2 separate regions of the Drosophila melanogaster genome follow, and region 2 is linked to region 1. Evidence: chromatin contacts called from public Hi-C data. All regions are on one chromosome and are shown on one strand. The core of a region is the stretch at or near the end of the contact, and the rest is flanking DNA. Distances in the headings are between cores, read along the strand shown. Region 1 holds the start of Elp1 (Elongator complex protein 1). Region 2 holds the start of Blm (Bloom syndrome helicase).

Region 1 (3,717 bases), core at 1,197-3,696:
TATATTAGACAGCCACAATGGAATGCATATAGAAAGGCATTCACGTAATTATTTTAGACATCGCTAAATATGACTAATATATAATTTGAACTGAATATATATCTCTATCTCTATCACCTGCCCAGCCCTAGAAGTAATGGCGTATGACCAATCGGAATAAATAAAATTGCAAATTCCAATTAGCATTCCAATCAGTCCCGAGTACAGTGGTCATGCAACGGCGTAATTAGCGCAAGTGAAAATGGGCAGAGATAGATAGTCGTAATAGGCGCAATAAAGGGAATATTGAACAGTGGGCGCCAAAAGTTAGTACATCATCATTCCAATGCGAAAAGTTCACGCAACACTGACCTCACACAGCCAAACTTGCTCACTCACACCGATACAGTTGGAGTATAACGCCCACGCATGTTGCAATACACAAACAAACGGGATACATAGAACCCCGGAGAGAGAGAGAGAGAGAGAGAGAGAGAGGGAGAAGGGGGGGATGACAGTGGGTAGTGGGGGGAGCTTTGTGGCGCCTAGGTGTGACGTCAGCGACCGAAAATTTTTGCCGACGACGCAGAAACTGACCGAAAGACAGCAACAACAAAAGGCATTACTATGAACGGAAACCCGTAACAAAAACTACGATGCGCCACGCTTCGGTTATTGCCTTTAATTACTACTGTGGCTATCGGTTTTGTTGTACGCATCGCTTCGGTCATTCATGGCCCGATTGTTGGCTATATCTATATATGAGCATTTCTGTATATAACTTCGTGTGTGCGTGTGCGTGTGCCTGTGCATGTGTTTGTTATTCAAAAAATAAAAATAAAAAACGAACACAACAACAATGAATTTCGCGCCGCAAAGTTGTAAAACGTGTTTTTGTTTTCGCTTTGATTGGAACGAACCAAAATGCGTAGTATTTGTGATTTTTTTTATTACGATATTTTCGGATTTTGCTTTCGTTTTGAAGCCAACTAGTTGACCTCAGACAACAGCATCAAAATACAAACATAAAGAAGCTGCAAATGGTCGACCCAAAAATAGTCAAAACAAATACAGTAGTAACTCGTAATGCAGACTTTTGTGCACACTTTTAAGGGGAAAATGTTTTTTGCCTTAGGATATTTTTAATGATTTCAACAGAAGCGGTCTTTGTGTAAACAATCAAAAGTCTTGTATTTCCTTTTGCGGCCACTGTATCGTGTGACCACTGTGCGCTTTTAAAAGTATTTTGTTTGTCGTTGTCCATTTCATCTGCATTTATACATCTCATCCTCATAATGAGGCAAATGTTTATGCAATATTTGCTTTTCATTGATGGAATTGTGCAAAAAATGTTTGCAGAGTTTTTATTTGGCCACTTTTTTATTTGCCCAATTGCGCTATCCCTTTTTCGCAAGCTCTCCTTACTTTCACACCGACACACGCGCACACACGCACTAACACAACGACAAGTGTATTAAGGAAGCAGACAGCGCGACGCTGCAAAAAAAGGGCGTTGGGCGGAGTCCTTAAAACGGGCTCAAAAACAAGTAGTCCCAAAACCATGCATATGCCTGGACTTACCCAATTTTCAATGATGTTTGCAGCTATTGCTGTTTCTATTTGTTTTTATTGTATGTTTTGGTTTGTTTTTGATGTAGCTGGTGGTGCTGCCGTTGCTTCAGTGGTTGTTGATGTTGTTGTTATTGCTCTTAGTTAACATTCCAATCCGACGCTGGTGCGCTGCCGACGTCGCTGCCCACTCCGATGCCTGTGCTGGCGCTTTAAGCCATCAGCCACATGCACATTTCATTGGATTTATCACGCATATATATAGTAAGGTGTTCCTTAATATATATTTATAAACATTTGCACCACCTTTCCGATACGATCCGATCCGATATGAAGAATATAAATACACACATACACTTGCACAAGCACTCTCACGCATACACACACCGACACCTGGCTGTTGGTTTTGTGGAATTTTCGATTGTATTCTCCGTATTTTCGGCCCTCCTCCGTTGATGCTGATGCATATCCGCACTTGCATCCGTCTTAGTTCATCCCACGCATGGCGTGCCAATAAAATTCGATTGCTCAAACAGTCCGCACCACGGGCGATTTTAATTTAAACAAAAAATTCACACGAGAGCAGAGCAGCCATCTTGCGCTAGTGTTGTTTAACCGTTTTTGCTGGACTGCAGTGTGACCAGTCGGCAATGGTGCAGTAATGTAAACGGAGTTGGCGGAGCAGATCTGGCTATTTTATAGCTATGTGTGCTTGTGGCTGTTTTTATATTAATGTTAAAGAAAAAATTAACAAATCAAGAAAATTTGTACTTTTTATAACCTCCTAATATTGTATATAAACATATTCATATAATCATATAAATATCACAAAAAAACCTTTGATCAACGATTGAATTATTGCATTAAAGAATTATCACCGCAGTGACATTTAAGCCTCTGGTCACACAGTTCCACACGTGCAATATTTACGAAATATGCGCAATCTGAAGCTGCGATATTGCAAGGAGCTGAATGCAGTGGCTCATCCCCAGCATCTACTTCTTCAACCTGAACTAAATGGCGGCGCCTCGGACATATACTTCGTGGTGGCTGATAACAAGATCTACGCGGTTCAGGAGTCCGGAGATGTACGACTAAAAGTCATTGCCGATTTGCCGGACATAGTGGGAGTGGAGTTCTTACAGCTGGACAATGCGATCTGCGTGGCCAGTGGTGCTGGTGAAGTGATCCTGGTCGACCCCCAAACAGGAGCTACCAGCGAGGGAACGTTCTGTGACGTGGGCATAGAGAGCATGGCATGGTCGCCTAATCAGGAAGTGGTGGCCTTCGTTACCCGCACTCACAACGTGGTGTTGATGACCAGCACATTCGACGTTATAGCGGAGCAGCCACTGGACGCGGAACTAGACCCAGATCAGCAGTTTGTCAATGTGGGATGGGGCAAGAAGGAGACGCAGTTCCACGGATCGGAGGGAAAGCAGGCTGCGAAGCAGAAAGAATCCGATTCTACATTCATCCGCGATGAACAGGAATTAAATCAGGTGCGTTTAATCTTTTAACCAGCATAAAGAAAAACAATAATTCGGTTAGTTTACCCCACAGGATGTAAGCATTTCCTGGCGAGGCGATGGTGAATTTTTTGTTGTGTCTTATGTGGCAGCCCAATTGGGTCGCACCTTTAAGGTGTACGATAGCGAGGGAAAACTGAATCACACAGCCGAAAAGAGTGCAAATCTAAAAGATTCTGTTGTCTGGCGGCCTACGGGTAATTGGATTGCCGTACCCCAGCAGTTTCCCAACAAGTCTACCATAGCCCTCTTTGAGAAAAATGGCTTGCGACATCGGGAGCTGGTCCTTCCCTTCGATCTCCAGGAGGAGCCGGTGGTGCAGCTGCGCTGGAGCGAGGACTCCGACATACTGGCCATTAGGACATGTGCCAAAGAAGAGCAGAGAGTGTACCTGTATACAATAGGTAACTACCACTGGTATTTGAAGCAGGTGTTGATTTTTGAACAAGCGGATCCTCTGGCACTGCTCCATTGGGACACGCGGTGTGGAGCCGAACACACACTTCACGTTCTTAAGGAAAGTGGCAAGCATCTGGTCTACCGCTGGGCATTTGCCGTAGATCGAAATAATTCTATCGTGGGAGTCATTGATGGTAAACGCCTGTTGCTCACAGATTTCGACGAGGCCATAGTACCACCA
Region 2 (3,294 bases), core at 452-2,951, 91 kb after region 1:
CTGGGTGGAGAGAAATTGTCTGGCTCTCCGCAAAGGTCGTGTATAAGCTGATTCCGATTGGGTATTTTTTCATCCTTGATTTCTTGAACTTTTGGCAGGGGCATTATCGGGCGACTTTTCTCTGGTGAAGATGATGATAAAACAGTCTGCTGAGCCTGTTCCGCCTGCATTTCTATTTCCTCCTTCTCAAGGGCTTCCTGTTCCGCTTTTAGCTGACTTTCTTTCTTATCTAAACTGTTTTGGACAAGCTGTGTCCGCGCTTTAAATTTTTGTCGCATTACTTTGAGCTTGAGAAACGTATTCGGCTGAAAGCCTGCTATTTCATTGAAGTGCATGGCGGGAATCTGGTCAATCAGAGAGCAATATTTTTCCATTAGCTCCACATAAGTGTTGCGAAAGAATCCAAGCGTGCTCTTCAGTGTCTCAGTATTCTGTTTATTGGGATCGATGCTGAAGTTGTCGTTTTGGGCCAAGTCCTTTAAGTAATCAGCCAGAGAATTGTCAAAAGCCACACTGTATCTGGGCTTCAATGGTGCCGCTGGTGATGGAGAGGAGGTGACGCTATTTCTTTCCAGAGAAGCGGTCGCAGGCTTTGTCGGGATTTCATTTTCTTTCGCTGAACCCAGTTTATAGCCTTGCTCCCCGCTGCCACTTTTCTCTGGAGAATCCTCAAAAAGATTACGACTACTGCCTTTATATGTATTAGGAGCCCGCGATGAGTCAAGCAGAGTCGAAATGGAGGCCAGATTGTTGCTAACTAATGGGTTTGCAGGGGAGTCCTTATCCTGAATCGTTTTTGTTTCATTTTGCCACATAGTTTTCTCCGGTTTCTTGACAGGCTGCGGAGGGGGCGGCGAATCAGGCAGTGTGAGTAGGTGATGTCTATTTCCATTTTCTTTGTTTGGAAAGTCCTCGAAGGAGAACCTTTGGAGTGGAGAGTCTAGGATCTTCCTCTCATTTTGCGTCACTTTCTTTTCCGGAGAATCCGAAAGCCAAACTATTGATGTTTTCCTCTCTTTTTGAGGTGGTTTCCTTAGTGTATCGCCAATTGATTTATTTTCAACAGGAGATTCCGACAATCCCCGATAGGTGTAACTATTCTCATTCTGTACTGGCTTTTTGGGCGAATCTCTGTCAGATTTTTTGGCAAGAAGTTCAGCTAGTGGGGACACTGACAGATCGAGGGATGTGGGCTTTTTGGGCGAATCTCTGGCATATTTCTTGGCAGAAAGTTTAGCTAGTGGGGACACTGACAGATCGAGGTATGTGTGTTTTTTGAGCTTTGCGGTTCTAGGATCTCTGCTGGACTTCTTCGTAGCAATAGTGCCATTGTTGGATTGACTGGATATCTCCGTAGTTTCATCGTCGGATGAGGACGCGTCCAGAAAGATGGGATTGTAGACTGCGGGGGGCTTGCTTCTGACACTTGCGGCTGAAATGCAACTATTAACATCCCTAATTTGGTCAAAATGCTCCAAATACCTCTGCTCTTAGGTTGACTCTGGGAATTGCCATCCAGGCCAATGAAGCTGCTAAGTGTGAGCTGTTTTCTTTGCGCGACAGGCTTCTTGGACATCACGACCAGCGATTTAAACAGATGTCAGCGCTTTAATTTGCATACAACTAGTTAACAAATAAGTAAGCAATACAATTTTATACACTTTCGGACTAAAAACCCGCGCAATATGCCAATGGAAACAATGCGAATAGGAATTAGTGTGACCGTCGGTCCACCCTTCACATATAGCTGAAACATCAGAGTAACCTACTCAAATATACCATATTTAATCCGATAATATTTTAAAAGATCATTAAAAGAAAAAAAATTGTAAAGCGATGAAAGCGCATCGCATGACTTGTATTGAAAATATAAAGTGTAAATTGATATATTGTTGTGTATCAGAGGAAAACATTTAAAAGCGAATTTAGCTAAGAACTAGTTATTTGGCCAACCATATCGAACAGCTGAGTGGCTACATGCTTTCTGCTTCTTCTTGTTCTCGTGGTATCCAAACAATATCCAAACGTGGTAAATAAAAGCGGATATTTTCGGAGCTTGGACTTGCAATATTATGCACACGTGAGTAGTTTATTACGCACCGCATTGGGTCAATGGATTGGAATCCTAAACATGTTCCGAACATACGTTTCGCAGACATAACAACTTTAAAACCCCCTCCGACGAAGACGAACTAGATGATCTGGACGAGGACATGGTGGTGGGAGTAATAGCGGAAATCGAACAGGAGGTGCTGAACGAGTCGGACAGCGACAACGACGAATATGACCTGGTAGACATGGGTGCTCCAGTGCCGGATAACGATGGCGACATTAGTTACGAAGGCAACGATAGTAGCAGCAGCGATGACAGTTTCGATCCAAATGCAGCGGACTCCGATTCAGATGATTCAATGCTCGACGAGGCGGGTGGTGTCACCGCCGGAGGAGCAACGAGTGCAAAGAAACGCAAGGATGACGATAATCCATCGGGCAGCAACAAGCAACCAGAAGCCACCTTCGACTTGGACGAGGACGACGAAACAGACGAGACTGTACGTGCCATGATAGCAGCCATAAAGAAGCCACGCAGTTCCCCTCCAGAGATTAAGCTGGAAGACTTTATAACAGATATCTGCTTTCATCCGGATCGCGACATCATCGCCTTGGCCACAATAATCGGGGATGTACATTTGTACGAGTATGACAACGAGGCTAACAAGCTGCTGCGCACTATTGAGGTTCATTCCAAAGCATGCCGCGATGTGGAGTTCACAGAGGATGGGCGCTTCCTGCTCACCTGCTCCAAAGACAAGTGCGTGATGGTCACCGATATGGAAACGGAGAAACTAAAAAAGCTATACGAGACGGCCCACGATGATGCCATCAACACGCTGCACGTTCTGAATGAAAATCTCTTTGCCTCGGGCGATGATGCCGGTACGGTCAAGCTGTGGGATTTGCGCACCAAGAACGCCATCTTCGAGCTAAAAGAACTGGAAGATCAGATCACCCAGCTGACGACTAACGAGCAAAGCAAGCTTCTGCTGGCCACCAGTGCCGATGGCTACCTGACTACATTTAATATATCCGCACGGAAGATGTACGTGCAATCGGAGCCGTACGAGGAGGAGCTGAACTGCATGGGGGTCTACCGCGGTGACTCCAAGCTGGTGGTTGGTACCTCCAAGGGTCGCTTGTACACCTACAACTGGGGCCAATTTGGGTACCACTGCGACATGTATCCGGGCATCAAGAGCCCCATTAGTCTAATGATCCCCATCACAGACCGGATTG

Evidence for each region. A called contact is a pair of places that touch in the nucleus more often than the background predicts.
Region 2: a Hi-C map of the Kc167 cell line shows a contact between it and region 1, with 1.7 times the contacts expected there. The contact joins the promoter of Blm here to the promoter of Elp1 in region 1. A contact is called at or near these places in 11 of 107 Hi-C or Micro-C datasets (the Clone 8 cell line, the D17-c3 cell line, the Kc167 cell line and 6 more) and 1 of 6 datasets of contacts at active chromatin or transcription factors (the Kc167 cell line).

Annotation. Positions count from the first base shown.
Region 1 is chr3R:11,648,525-11,652,241 of dm6, forward strand. Elp1 (Elongator complex protein 1) reads left to right here and starts at 2,447. Exons shown (of 6, transcript NM_001275549.1): 1 at 2,447-3,050; 2 at 3,100-3,717. The coding sequence starts at 2,484. Csk (C-terminal Src kinase) reads right to left here and starts at 2,182. Exons shown (of 9, transcript NM_169414.2): 1 at 1,561-2,182.
Region 2 is chr3R:11,740,082-11,743,375 of dm6, forward strand. Blm (Bloom syndrome helicase) reads right to left here and starts at 1,702. Exons shown (of 4, transcript NM_079595.3): 1 at 1,483-1,702; 2 at 1-1,432. The coding sequence starts at 1,576. It overlaps CG14722, which reads left to right and starts at 1,809. Exons shown (of 2, transcript NM_141854.4): 1 at 1,809-2,080; 2 at 2,156-3,294. The coding sequence starts at 2,073.